Linked DNA regions of Mus musculus: regions 1, 2 and 4 are each linked to region 3. Evidence: chromatin contacts called from public Hi-C and HiChIP or PLAC-seq data. All regions are on one chromosome and are shown on one strand. The core of a region is the stretch at or near the end of the contact, and the rest is flanking DNA. Distances in the headings are between cores, read along the strand shown.

Region 1 (3,507 bases), core at 57-2,556, 440 kb before region 3:
GACTGAATGAGGTTTTCCTCAGGAATGTCCCCACAGATGTATTGCATTGTTCATCCCTGCATTGGATCTCTAACTATGCAAGCAATGCCTTGCTTCCCAGCTTCTAGCTTTGACAGACACCAATTACTCAATAAATACTCAGTAATCAGTGAATTCCACGGGCTCTATGAAGATTCAATTAGAGTTCAGAAACTCGAACCATCCAGCACCGAAAGAAGGGAATGATAATGGTTATCACAATTATGTCATTAGATGGGTTAGAATTTCACGCTTGATAAAAGGATTGCCAAACTTCAAATTTCTTCAAGCTAACGTGATTAAACTTTACTTGGAAGGTTAGGTTTTTCTGGACTTACCCAAATACCTTGGGGGAAGTACACTTGCCAAGCAGGTATTTCTAGACATGGCAAATCTATCTCTTAAAGACAGCATTCCAAAACTATAGCTATGGCTGTATAGAGGTGATCTAGATGCTCCTACTCAAAAGAAGTGTGAGAGGAGGGTAAGGTCACTAAAAAACGATATCTCCTCAGTGAGAGCAGAGACCAGCACACAAAGAAGATAGTTACAATCCAACACTTTTGAATGGCCAATTAAGACCACATTAAGACAGAGGGCGCCTACTATGGAAGTTTCCACTTAATAAAGGAGATACCTAGTCACGCGACAAATCAAAAATAGAATTGATTGCTTTATGAGGTGTCTCATTCTCTTCAACTGCATGTAGGCAGATGGGCTCAAGCCCAGGCAGAACCGATCAAGGGGGATGGGGGGGGGGCGGGGAGGAAGGTGCAAAGGAGATGGGACTAAGGAGGTCTTTGATTCTCCAAGGAGATTAAGATTCTTTCTAACTTCCTGATTTTCTCAAGAGTCCTTTAATCTTTGGAACCTTTCGATTCTTTTGATTACTGACTCTAAAGCATTAAAGCGTAGCTAAGAAATGCTGCAACGAAGAAGGGGGCTAGTAAAAGCTCTCAGAGAATTTCAGAGGAGAAGCCATAAAGAAGAGACTGAGCAAAAAACAAAACAAAACAAAACAAAACAAAACAAAACGAGAGAAGTAGAAGAGGAAATAGGGAGGCGGGAAGACAGAGGGTAGAACCTTAGTGGAGGAAAGGAAAGCGACTAAAGTCCCTAAGGACTGGAGTGGAGACACGCCCAGAGGGAAAATCGTCCGCTTTAAGGAAAGCCCCGCCCCCTAGAGTGACACCCAAGCATTCAAGGCTACGATTGGCTAAGGCTGGAAGGCGGGATGGGGTTGCTAGGCGCGGAGGGGATCCGGCGGGCTGCCGCCTCCCGGAGTGTGGAGCCGCTGGAGCGGAGCGGTATTAGCGGCGTTGCTGGAAGATGGCGAGCGGCCGGGATGAGCGGCCGCCCTGGCGGCTGGGACGCCTGCGTCTGCTGCCGCCGCCACCGCTGCTGCTGCTGCTGCTGCTACTGAGGAGCTCGGCCCAGGCGGCGCACATCAAGAAGGCTGAGGCGACCACGACAACCGTTGGCGGCTCCGAGGCGGCCGAGGGCCAGTTTGACCACTACTACCACGAAGCGGCGCTGGGCGAGGCGCTGGAAGCGGCGGCGGCCGCGGGGCCACCCGGCCTGGCGCGTCTCTTCAGCATCGGCAGCTCGGTGGAGGGCCGGCCGCTGTGGGTGCTGCGCCTCACAGCGGGCCTGGGGCCGCCGCCCACCGCCGCCGCGGGGCTGGACGCCGCGGGGCCGCTGCTGCCCGGCCGGCCGCAGGTGAAGCTGGTGGGTAACATGCACGGCGACGAGACGGTGTCACGCCAGGTGTTGGTCTACCTGGCCCGCGAGCTGGCGTCGGGCTACCGCCGCGGGGACCCGCGCCTGGTCCGCCTGCTCAACACCACCGACGTGTATTTGCTGCCCAGCCTGAACCCGGATGGCTTCGAACGTGCCCGCGAGGGTGACTGCGGCCTCGGCGACAGCGGCCCGCCTGGGACCAGCGGCCGTGACAACAGCCGAGGCCGCGACCTCAACCGCAGCTTCCCTGACCAGTTCAGCACCGGCGAGCCACCTTCCCTGGATGAGGTGCCGGAGGTGCGCGCCCTCATCGACTGGATCCGCAGGAACAAGTAAGCGTTGCCTGACTGCTTTCGGTCCCACGTGAGCCTTCGAGGCCAGGAGGCTTATTTTGACAGCCAGCAGGCGCCCAAACAGTGCTTGCCAGCCTAAGGGGTCGGGGGCAGTCGGTGTGGAGAGTGACACCCAGTAACTGGAACGGAGGCCAGGTTGCAGTACCTCTTCCTCTTGCTAACTGTAAAGAAGCCTGCTTGTGGCTGTCATTTGTGCAGGGCAAGCCGGGGGGCTTTTTCCCCCCTCCCATTCTATCCCTATTTTTGAAAGACCATCGTATATGAGCAACGGGTACGGATTTTAAGGATTCCTAAGTTAGCACCTTCATTATGTATGTAGCTAAGCTTGTCACTAGAAGCACTGTGGCAAGCACTTTCTGCGACTGCATTATGTCACTCGATGTTGACCACAACCGGGCGACCTAGACACCACTCATATCCTCTAGACACCACTGGTACTCTTGTTTTGCATACGGGGAAATTGAAGGGCAGACTGGTTGACTAACATCGGGGAATCTAAGCCTGGTTACTCAGTGCTCCACTGCCAGGGAGACAGAATGTAGTTCAGAAATAGCAAACGACACCCCCAGTCACTTCCTCTGCTACTGGATAGAAACCCATTCTCCTGCCTTTACTTCTGATTTTGCTTAGGGGAGTATGGAATAAGGGGAAACCCCCACAGATCAGAACTGCTTCATTTCTGATGCCAGCTGTACTCTTTCTTACTGCGGTAGTACAGCCAGACATTGACATCGGTAACATTTAAGCACCCTGTGGGGTTTTATATTTTTGGTTGTGAGCCTAGCCTTTAACGGGCTGAGCCAGCTCTCCAGCCCGCGTGGGGTTTTAAAAGGTAAAAAGTAGAAGTATGAGGACCTTCAAAACCTAGTATGTAACAAGAGCTGTTATAACTACATATGAGAGGTTTACTCAGTTAAAACTTGACAGAAACTGTGCCCCATGACAAAATGTGCATGAGCTGCAAACATATCTCTTGGAGAGGGGCTATGATCTAACTCTTCAGAGATGAATAGTAAGAGGAAGGAGGAATGGAGGAAGATGGTACTTACTCCAGATAGAGTCTTCTTGTCTGAAGTAAACCTGTACCTCTTTCCTTTCTAGAGCACCAGCTGTGCCAGCATATTCCCTATGTGTATCTTCGTAAGGCTTTTGAGGGCGGTAGTTGGGATCTTTGTATCATGAGTTGAAGGTTTTTTTGACTGGCAGATGAGCTGAAGGTAAAGATGAAGAAAGACGTTTCTCTGTGAGACTTGGAATCATTTCTTATGTAGCCCAGACTGGCTACAGACAGGCTATGTAGCCAGGTATGACCTGAGCTCCTGATCTTCCTACTTTTGCCGTAGCTGAGATTACAGGCATGTGCCACCAGCCTTGCTTTATGCCGTGCCTGGGGTTG
Region 2 (3,211 bases), core at 410-2,909, 280 kb after region 3:
TTTGGTTGGTTTGGTTTTGAGACTTGGTCTCACTGTACAGTCCTGGCTTTCTGGAACTTGCGCAGAGATCTGCCTGCCTCTGCTTCCTGAGTGCTGGGATGAAAAGTGTGTGCCACCATACCTGACTCAGATTTCTTAAGTTCTAATAAACTATTTTCTTTTATTTCTTTCTTAGAGTGGTATTTGGGGTTTGTTTCCTTTGGTCTCTTGTTTTGGAACTCCTATACACGAACATTGTAACTTGTAACCTGCTGCCTCATCTTTTGGGGTTGCTTTCTGAGTTGTGGGCTCAGTCTTCCAGTTCTACCTTGTTCTTCACTGATGCCCACTCTGTTCTTTGGCCCAGCTATTAAGAATTTTTACTGAAACAGCAGGTTTTAATTTCTAAAATATCTAGATGATTTTTTCCTCAGGGGCATAATATCCTCTGAAATCTCTCAGAGATTCAAAACTGTTAGTATCTCTGAAGGCTCTGGGTTGCCTGTGTGTTTGTCTGTCCTGTGGTGTAAGGTCTTCAGCTTGTTGACTCTTGGTAGTAGCACTCAGATGTTTGGTGAGTCTCAGCTGAAAGTTCATATTTTTTGGTGGGATTTTAAAATTGTTTATTATTATTATTATTATTATTATTATTATATGTTCTCTATTACTCTGATCAGAAATCATTACCACCTGCTATTGAGGAGTGGAAGGATATTGTGTTTAGGGTACCACATAGCTTTTCTAAGGTTCCTGGGGCCAGACCTGCAGGAGCTGGCAGATGACTTGCCAGGCACCTGATCTTCTTAAATGCTGATAACTCTCAGACCTCTGCTGAGACTCACAGACCCAAGGGGCCAAATCAGTGTAAGGCTGAGCATTTAGGGTAAGAAAGCAGCACAGCTTCTGGCATCCACATTACTGTGACTGGAGCCAGACACATCTAGAGGTTCCCTTTAGAACTCCCCCGCTCCTGGTGTCTATCATTTCCTGTCTTTCCTTATATTTTATCTGGCTTTTAGATTGTGTGCACCATGTGTGACCTGCATCTGTAGGTATGCCCGTGTGTGCGTTTAGTGCCTATGTTTGTCAGAAGTGGGCTTTGAATCCCCTAGAGCTACTGAGAGGAAGTTGTTAGCCACCATGTGGGTTCTGGGAACTGAACCCAGATCTTCTGCAAGAGCAAAAGTTGCTCTTAACATGGAAGCGTTTCTCCAGCTTCCATGTCTTCTCATTTGTGAGAAACACTCTTAAGCTATGATTTTGTTCTACCAGGAAACCCACAGACAGTCTAATCTACCAGTTCCCCTTTTGCCTGGTTTTTGGTTCTTATTTAAGTCTTTTCATCATTTCTAAGAATCTGAGACAGGAAGGGAGGTTTCTGTATGTGCTAGGTGTACCGTCTTACAGTGGAGATGTTCAGGGACTCTTAAGGAATGTCGGAATAGGCTTGGCAAAGTGTTAGGGAAGTCGCCACCCTTCCCCTCGTCCTTCCTAACCTTTTTACACTTAGAGGTGGCTGGTTGCCATATCAGACTGGGAATCTGAAACAGCCAAGAATGTCCATGAGCAGGATGTCATGAGTTTAGGAGAGTAGGACCCATGGGTGGAGGAAGCTGTGCTCTCAGTGGTTAGGGAGGAGCAGGAAGGTGGCACAGCCTGCCCTAGTCTCGGTGACTCAGTGATCTGGTGTTCCCATTCTTTTATCCTTTCTGTCATCTGCCTGCATTAATGTGCTGTGTGGCCCCTGTTTCCTGGGCCCTATGAATTCTAAGCACATGCTCTTCCACAACCCCAGCCCTACCTGACACCCCACACCCAGCTTTCTGATTCATAGTTTAATCTGTCAGTGTAGGCCCACAGATAACTAGAACAGCTGTATTTGACTTTAGTTTTTAAAGAGTCTACACCTAAGAGAGATCACGCCATATTTATCTTTCTGTGTCTGGCTTATTTACTCTAAGTCCTCTGAGTTTATCCATATTGTTTCAGTTGTCAGCATCTTCTTTTTAAAAGCTAAATAAAATCTCACTGGATATATGCACCTTGGATCTTTAAACCATATCTGTCCATCAAAAACAATGTTTGTTTCCATATCTTGGCTGTTGTAAACTTCTGTGAGCAGGGCAGGGCAGCTATCTGTATAGAGTGGATATCATTTCCTTTGGGTATATACCCTATGTAGATTCATTTTGGGGTTTCCGAGAGCCTTCATGCTATTTTCCATAATAGCTGCATCACTCATCACCTCTGCCCTGGTGTCCAAGTGTTCTCATCTTTACATCCTCAGCAGAGCTTACCTTTCTCCTTACTTTTGATATTAGTCATCCTGATGACCTGTTATCTCAGGGTTGGAGGCAGAGATGGGAGGATCAGGAATTTGCCATGTGAGACTGTCTCAAAAAGAAGTGAAGTAATATCTCATTGAAGGTTGTTTTTTTTTGTTTTTTGTTTTTTGTTTTATTTCTGATTTTTTTTTTGTTTGTATAGAATAGAGTTTATTTAGGGCATGAGGAGGGAAGTTAAGAGGGTAGTAGAGGCAGAGAAAGGCGGAGAGAAGTAGAGGCTGACCATGGCCATAAGCACATGAAAAGAGGGGTGGGGGAAGGGGATGGGAAGGAGAGAGGAAGAGCAAGAGAGCAAGAGAGAGCAAGAGAACAAGAGTTATTTCTGAATTTTTAAAAATTATTTTACTTATTTACATTCCAGTTGTTGCCCCCTTTCATTTCCCCCTCCCACAGTTCCTCATCCCATTCCTCCTCCCACCTACCTCCGAGAGGCTGCTTCCCCCACCCAATTGACCCCCCTTCCCTGGAGCCTCAAGTCTCTCTAGGATTAAGCACAACTTCTCCGACTGAGGCCAGACCAGGCAGACCTCTGCTATTTATGTGCCAGTGGCCTCCGACTAGCCCGTGTGTGCTCCTGGTTGATGGCTCCGTCTCTGAGAGCTCCCTGGGGTCTGGGTTAGTTGAGACTGCTGGTCTTCCTCTGGGGTAGGTCTCCCTTCCAGCTTCTTCAATCCTTTCTCTAATTCGACCATAGGGGTCTCCAACTTCAGTCCAATGGTTGGGTGTAAGTATGTGCTTCTGTCTCAGTCAGCTGCAGGTAGGGCCTCTCTGAGGACAGCCACGCCAGGATCCCGTCTATAAGTACATCATAGCATTGTTAGTATCAGCCTTGGTCCCCCACCCGACCCCCTATGAGATGAATCCCAAGTTGGGCTAGTCATTGGACC
Region 3 (3,123 bases), core at 129-2,628:
ATTTTTTGAGTTAGTGTCTCTATTATGGAGCCCGGGCTGTCCTGGAATTCACTATATAAACTAGGCTGACCTGGAACTCTGAGATCTGACTGCCTCTTCCTCCCTGCTTTGTTTGTTTGTTTGTTTGTTTTTCCAGACAGGGTTTCTCTGTGTAGCCCTGGCTGTCCTAGAACTCACTCTGTAGACCAGGCTGGCCTTGAACTCAGAAATCCACCTGCCTCTGCCTCCCAAGTGCTGGGATTAAAGGCGTGTGCCACCACTGCCCGGCTAATGTTTTTCATTTGTAATGAAATTTGAATTCATCTACAAATATACCTAACCTTTTCACCTGCACGTTTTAAATATGCTGTACATTCTCAAATCCTCAAAACGTGAATGTGTGTGTGTGTGTGTGTGTGTGTGTGTGTGTGTGTGTTGGGGGTTGTTAATGTCTATCCCAGCCCCACCCCGTCTGTTTTAAATATGCTGTACATTCTCAAATCCTCAAAATGTGAATGTGTGTGTGTGTGTGTGTGTGTGTTGGGGGTTGTTAATGTCTATCCCAGCCCCACCCCGTCTGTCTAATCATACTGGTCTTCATTGTTTTTTGTTTTATTTTGAGACAGGGTGTCTCTATGTAGCTCTGTCTGTCTGCCTGTCTGTCTCAGCCCCTCCCCCCACCCCACCCCCACCCCCGTGGCCTGGGCCGCCACCACCCAGCAATAATTTCCAAGCTCCAAACTTCTGCCTTAAGGACAATTTTGCAACTCCCTATGTGTCTACAGCATTCTCTCTGGGTCCTAATATTAGACCTTCAGGGCTCCTGTCCGCTCATGACAGTTACATAGTAACAACATGTTGAATGAATGAATGAAATGACAAACAAACGAACGACAGAAAGCAACTACTTAGGATCCTGCATACCCTGACTGTTAACCCCAGGGTCAAGAGAGACATCTCCGGGTTCAAGGAGCAAGTCCGGGTGCAATCAAGGTCGACACCTACAGGTTCCTTGCCTCCTAAACGCGTTGTCTTGATAAGGAATCCTAAGGCTCTTCAAGCCCTCAGCATCCCAAGGGCCCCTCGAGCCTCGTCTCACCTCCTACACAGGCCAGCACAGCCTTGAAGGCGCAACTTTCCATTGCCCTCTCGATCATCTTCTGCTCCTCGCTCTTGGCAGGACTCGGGATCCCGCCCAGGCTGCCAGGCTCCAGAAGCCGGGGCTGACGCTTGTCGCCCACCAGGTACTGAAGAAGAAGGCTGTACTGCAACGGAGCTTCGGCAGAACCCGCTGCCTCAGGAGCTGAACCCCCGGCCTTGGGGGCGGTAGCCGCCATGACCGTAGGGGCTCTAGTACCTTTCACTTCGTATTTCCCACAGCCGATTCCACACGCTTACCTAGGCGTCCAGCCAGAGTGACGACAACGGCAGATTCGCCACACTGAAGAAGGTGTAGAAGCAAAGTCTGCCTATGCATCAGCGTCGAGGGAGCTATCGTGCTTCCTCAACGCCTCTTTAAACAGCTGCCAAGTTTGTAAGACATTGCTAAAAGCAATCAGACAAGACTCAATATCTCAAGAACACCCCTCAACTAGGGGCCCCATTGCGGTGCGTGCCGGGATTTGTAGTTCTAACTCGAACATCTGACTACACTTCCCAGAAAGCCGTGCGTGCTCACTGGACATGCTACTTCCTTTGAAAACTCTTGAGAAGCCGCTGAAGAGCGGTCGGGCTCCTGTTAGGCTGCAGTTCGTTGAGCTTGCAGCAGGGGACGCGCGTGTCTGCTTTGTTTCTAAGCCATGCAGCAGTGATGCAGCTACCTGATTCACTAGAACCACAGGCTGGTTGGTATTCTGAGATCGAATGTACGCGCTTTGTAAGTAAGTGTTGAAACATGGCATACATATGTTCTAAATGTATTTTATTACATAGTTATTAAGCCTTTAAGGAATAAAGAAGGAGGCCAACAAATGAACTGAGTGGTGGTCTAGCAAGCCTTAAATCAGTTAAATCAGTTAGGCAGAGGCAGGCAGATCTTTGAGTTTGAAGCCAGCCTGGTCTATAGAGTGAGTTCCAGGGCAGCCATGGCTACGCAGAGAAACTATGCTTAAGAAAAGAGAGAGAGAGAGAGAGAGAGAGAGAGAGAGAGAGAGAGAGCGAGCAAGCTGAGTATAGAGTATTATATACATACTAGTTGCATACAACTATGGTTAACAATGGAAAAACGTCACAGCCCTATGGCTGGTAGAAGGTATGTGCCAACAGATACTGCTTAGCTGACCGGTTTGTTGTACACAGTGGGTACTGGACAAGTGACTTTATTTTTAGATTTTATTTATTTTAAATTAATTCAAACGAGTCTTTACCTGAATGTATGTCTGTGGACCGAGTACACGTAGTACCTGGGAGGCCAGCAAATGGCATTAGATCTCCTGGGACTGGAGTTAACAGATGGCTGTGAGCCATCATATAGGTGCTGAGAATTGAACCCAGGAACTCTGGAAAACAGCCAGCCCTCTCAACTCCTGATCCATTTCTCCAGATCCTGGACAGATGACTTTGCAATTAAGGGGCTTTGATTAATGTCCTCCAACAGCAGAGAGTAACTAGGAGCTACAGGTGAAGTTAGAACTTCTTTCACACACACACACACACACACACACACACACACACACACACACACACACACCTGCACTTCCTGTTTCCTGGCTGGGTGAATCACTCTCTTCTTGCTTATACACACCTGTCTTTTGAGTCCATCCCTTTGCTTTCATGCTCACTGCCAAGGAAGTTTTGTTACCTCCCATCACTGCCCAGTCATTAGACTGTTAACTAATCTCTTGCCTCCTGCCCGTCTCTTCAGATCATCCACAGAAACATCTCTAAGCACCCACAGGAAATGCATCTGATGTTTCAGATCCTTTGCTGTGCCAGGACACAAATGCTAACTCTGTGAATTGCCAGGAAGACACCCGTGCTTCATTCACTGCAAGCTCAGCTCTGCCTGGGCCATCCCCCATCTTCATGATTTGCTTTCCATATTCTTATTTAGTCTCAGAAGTGTTATGTCAGAATCATTATTGCTTGGGGGGGGAGTGTCCCACACTGGGAAGGCAAAGGCAAGCAAGTCTTTGACTTTTAAGG
Region 4 (3,342 bases), core at 735-3,234, 500 kb after region 3:
AGCAAATTGCAAAATCATAAAAACAATCCCGGGCCTCACATTGTCTTTGTTTTGAAAACACGTGTTTTTCTCATAAAAAATATAAATTATGTGAATACCTAATAGGCCTAGTATCTGTAATGGGGGTTTTTAGATTTCTCAGCAAAATATCAATAGCTATAACTCATATATTTTGGAATGCTCCCAATTGTCTTTCTCACCGTATGTGTAAGATGGTGATCCTATGTATGGCACATATGTGGTCAGAGGACAACTTGGGAGTTGGGTCTCTTCATCCACCTTGGAAATTTCTTGGAAATGAACTTGGATTGTAGGCTTGCAGAGGAAGCACTTTACCTGCCAAGCCATCTGCCAACCCAAAAAGATTTTTTAATAACATCTAATGAGCTGGAACCCACATATTGTTAGCATCACCCCTATCTAATTCCAGAATATTTCCATCAGTTCATAAAGAAACCCTAAAGCCATTAGCTGTCACTGTCGTCCTGTGCCTATTAATGGCCATTAGTCTACCTCTGTGGCTTTGCCATTCTGGACATCTCTATAGGCAGCACCAGATCATACGTGATCTTCTGTACAAGCTTGGCTTCTTCTCTTAGTGTAACATTTGGGCTATTGGGAATAACAGTGACTTAAGAATATTTGTACCCATGTCTATGAGGACGTATGTTTTAGTCCTCTTGTGGTTGGTACTTAGGACAACTGAGTTTCCGAGCCATATGGCAAGTATGTGGTTAACATTTTGAGAGAATAGCAAACAAATTTCCAGCCTCAATGTTTTTTTTTTTTAATTTCATGTATATGTGTGTTTTGCTTATGTGGATCTATGTGCATTTATGCAGTCCCTATGGAGACCAGAAGAGGGCACCAGAACCCCTGGGACTGGAATTACAGGTGTCTGTAAACCACCTTGTGGGTGCTGGGAATCAAACCTGGGTCCTCTGGAAGAGCAGCCAATGCTTTTAATCACTGAACCACATCACCAGCTTTCTCCATCAATATTCTTTTGTAGAATATAAAGAGGCTCTGAATTTTCAATCCACTGGACTGGATTGGATGAAATCAAAGGCTATCCTTATGCATACTGACCCAAGTCTCTTTTTCTTCTCAACACATGCACACACTCACACACGCATGCACACACTCACACACACACACACACGCACACATGCACTCCATTTAGGAGGCACAAGCAGCGCCTTTGTAATAGGCAGCCTGAGTTAGCCCTTGGCTCAGTAACACACAGAAAGCCAGCTAAGCTGCACTACTTACGTTGAGCCATCAGGTTCTAAAGAAGGTTCCTTCCTGCAGGGTTTGCAAGATATCCCTTGTGGACGATGACTTTTTAAAGTGCCTAGTGGAGGTACTGGCTGCCACCCCATGCCTTGCCCTCTGGAGAACACCCTGGGGTCTCTTACGGAGCAGAGCACAGGCCTGTAAGCTTCCACTCTGGTCCAATGAAGGTTGGGGAGGTTGAGGGGACTCATGAGCTTGCCTGTGTCTCTCTTTGGGATGTTCTCAGGGCAGTGGGGCTGTGTGGGAAAGGGCAGAAGCTGATGCTCTGCAGGGCTTGCCAGCTGAGTTGAAAGTTGCTGAGATGGTGCCTTCTCTCCCTTCTGATTCTCACCCTCTGATGTCATTGTCTACTCTGGTCACTTAGCGATGTGATGCACCTAGCCACCTGTCCCAAGATCCCGAGCCTTTGGAAAAGGAGCTCTGAGTAAGGCTTTTGCTGGAGGAGTTAAGAGTGTAGCATCGCCAGGCAGTGGTGGTGCATGCCTTTAATCCCAGCACTTGGGAGGCAGAGGCAGGAGGATTTCTGAGTTCAAGGACAGCCTGGTCTACTACAGCCAGGGCTACACAGAGAAACCCTGTCTCGAAAAACCTTAAAAAAAAGAGTGTAGCATCAATGGTCAGCAGGGATCGGGATTCCCGTCAACACCCCAGTCACTAACATGTGCTTCCCTTGTCCTCCTGCCTCAGATGTGACTCCTGCCCTGGGCTGTGCTCCCCGTCATGGCTGACACCATCTTCAGCAGTGGAAATGATCAGTGGGTTTGCCCCAACGATCGGCAGCTTGCTCTGAGAGCCAAGTAAGCATCTGTGGCCTGCAGGAGTGGCCCTTCCCTCCCTCTCCACCTGCTGCCCTCTTCCCCTCTTCCCAGTCTTTTGCAAGTTTTGCTCCCCAGGGAGGAGTTTGGAGAGAGGCGGATGTCAAATGCACACCACTCTCGGCCCATGCTTATGTATTACTCACCACGAACTAACATGTTCCCATTTCTCAGATAAGGAAAATGAGGCCTTCACTCCTTGCCCGTGTCCCTTGTCAGTGGCTGGGCTGGAACCTACATCCAAGTCCAGCTGACTCCCACACCTGTGCTCTTTCACAACAGCCCACAGGGAGCAAGACTTCCCCATTGGGCCTGCTCTTGTCCCTGAGCCTGGCATAGAGGGGCAATACAGAGCACATGCCTGTTCCCTGAATGAACAGCTCACTTCAGTAGAGACCACCGCTGGCTACAGCATCTTTCCTACGTCCTTAGTGGGGTCTGTGTCCTTCTGTGATTCCCTTGTGTCTTTTTGGAGGTCTTCATTTTCCTATTACCCCTCAGACTAGTGACCCTTCAATTTTGGTTGGGCCTGGCCTGCCCCCCCCCCCGACACACACACACACACACACACACACACACACACACACAGTGTCCCTGTGGCTGAGCCTCTCAGATGCCCCTCATGCCCTCTAGTCTGTTCCAGATCTCTGGTGGGTGCCATCCCTGGCTCTGATAGGACAAGAACATCCCTGCAGCTATCAGACTGTGTTGGCATCAGAAGCCAGCATTTCCCAACTGGGACCAAGCTTAAGAAATTCGCAATTAGACGTTAGAAGCCTGTGGGAGTCAGAGCTGAGACATCAAAGGTGGATAGAAAAATCCATCTGAAACGCTCAGGAAGAATGGCGTCGCATGTGATGTGTGAGCATCCTTGCTCTCCTCCATCTGGGTGCCTCAGCCCCCCCCCCACCTCACCCCTGCAGAGAGAATGACTAGGGATGAGATTGGTCCCACTCACCATCTCTGATGCCAGGCCAATTAGGTGCCCTCTCTGGCAGGGTGCACATTGCTGGGAGACCTCAGCTCTTGGACCTCGTCCAAGAGCCCAGCTGTCCCTTGACCTTCCAGCATCCCCTTCATTCCCAACTTTGTCTCTCATTCACCAGCTGCTGAAGCTGTCCTAGCCTCTCAGAAGAGCCAGTGTGTCTCCTCCCAGGTGTGTGTCTGAGAGACAGATGCCCGTTGCAGAGCTAGACATCGAGTCCAGTAGACCCCCTAGGAAACACAGAGA

Evidence for each region. A called contact is a pair of places that touch in the nucleus more often than the background predicts. HiChIP or PLAC-seq counts read pairs in DNA pulled down with a chosen protein or histone mark.
Region 1: a Hi-C map of B cells shows a contact between it and region 3, with 5 read pairs. The contact joins the promoter of Cpd here to the promoter of Timm22 in region 3. A contact is called at or near these places in 1 of 484 Hi-C or Micro-C datasets (B cells), 1 of 115 datasets of contacts at active chromatin or transcription factors (pancreatic cancer cells) and 1 of 9 other capture datasets (pancreatic islet).
Region 2: a contact with region 3 is called in an H3K4me3 HiChIP or PLAC-seq map of bone marrow-derived macrophages, with 4 times the contacts expected there. The contact joins the enhancer-like site here to the promoter of Timm22 in region 3. A contact is called at or near these places in 1 of 484 Hi-C or Micro-C datasets (cranial neural crest), 9 of 115 datasets of contacts at active chromatin or transcription factors (the 230-238 cell line, the SCID.adh cell line, acute myeloid leukemia and 5 more) and 1 of 9 other capture datasets (adipose tissue).
Region 4: a Hi-C map of the Ba/F3 cell line shows a contact between it and region 3, with 4 times the contacts expected there. The contact joins the promoter of Rph3al here to the promoter of Timm22 in region 3. A contact is called at or near these places in 5 of 39 promoter capture datasets (3T3-L1-derived adipocytes, the C10 cell line, embryonic stem cells and 2 more), 3 of 15 datasets of contacts at CTCF or cohesin (embryonic stem cells, large pre-B cells and pro-B cells), 31 of 484 Hi-C or Micro-C datasets (B cells, the Ba/F3 cell line, the C2C12 cell line and 17 more), 9 of 115 datasets of contacts at active chromatin or transcription factors (the 230-238 cell line, embryonic forebrain, embryonic limb bud and 4 more) and 2 of 9 other capture datasets (adipose tissue and embryonic stem cells).

Annotation. Positions count from the first base shown.
Region 1 is chr11:76,844,807-76,848,313 of GRCm38.p6, reverse strand. It overlaps Cpd (carboxypeptidase D), which reads left to right and starts at 1,306. Exons shown (of 21, transcript NM_007754.2): 1 at 1,306-2,090. The coding sequence starts at 1,348.
Region 2 is chr11:76,129,394-76,132,604 of GRCm38.p6, reverse strand. The region is part of intron 7 of Vps53 (VPS53 GARP complex subunit); the gene reads left to right. Among named protein-coding and RNA genes, the nearest start is that of Gm46252, 20 kb to the left of the region's middle. Within about 2 kb of position 1,659, at least 50 of the 459 cell types and tissues checked have an H3K27ac peak or open chromatin away from gene starts, as enhancers often do. A contact at or near this core is called in the 230-238 cell line, adipose tissue, bone marrow-derived macrophages and 2 more, where this site is marked.
Region 3 is chr11:76,405,398-76,408,520 of GRCm38.p6, reverse strand. Timm22 (translocase of inner mitochondrial membrane 22) reads right to left here and starts at 1,378. Exons shown (of 4, transcript NM_019818.5): 1 at 1,079-1,378. The coding sequence starts at 1,316.
Region 4 is chr11:75,909,701-75,913,042 of GRCm38.p6, reverse strand. It overlaps Rph3al (rabphilin 3A-like (without C2 domains)), which reads left to right and starts at 1,984. Exons shown (of 8, transcript NM_029548.4): 1 at 1,984-2,093. The coding sequence starts at 2,017.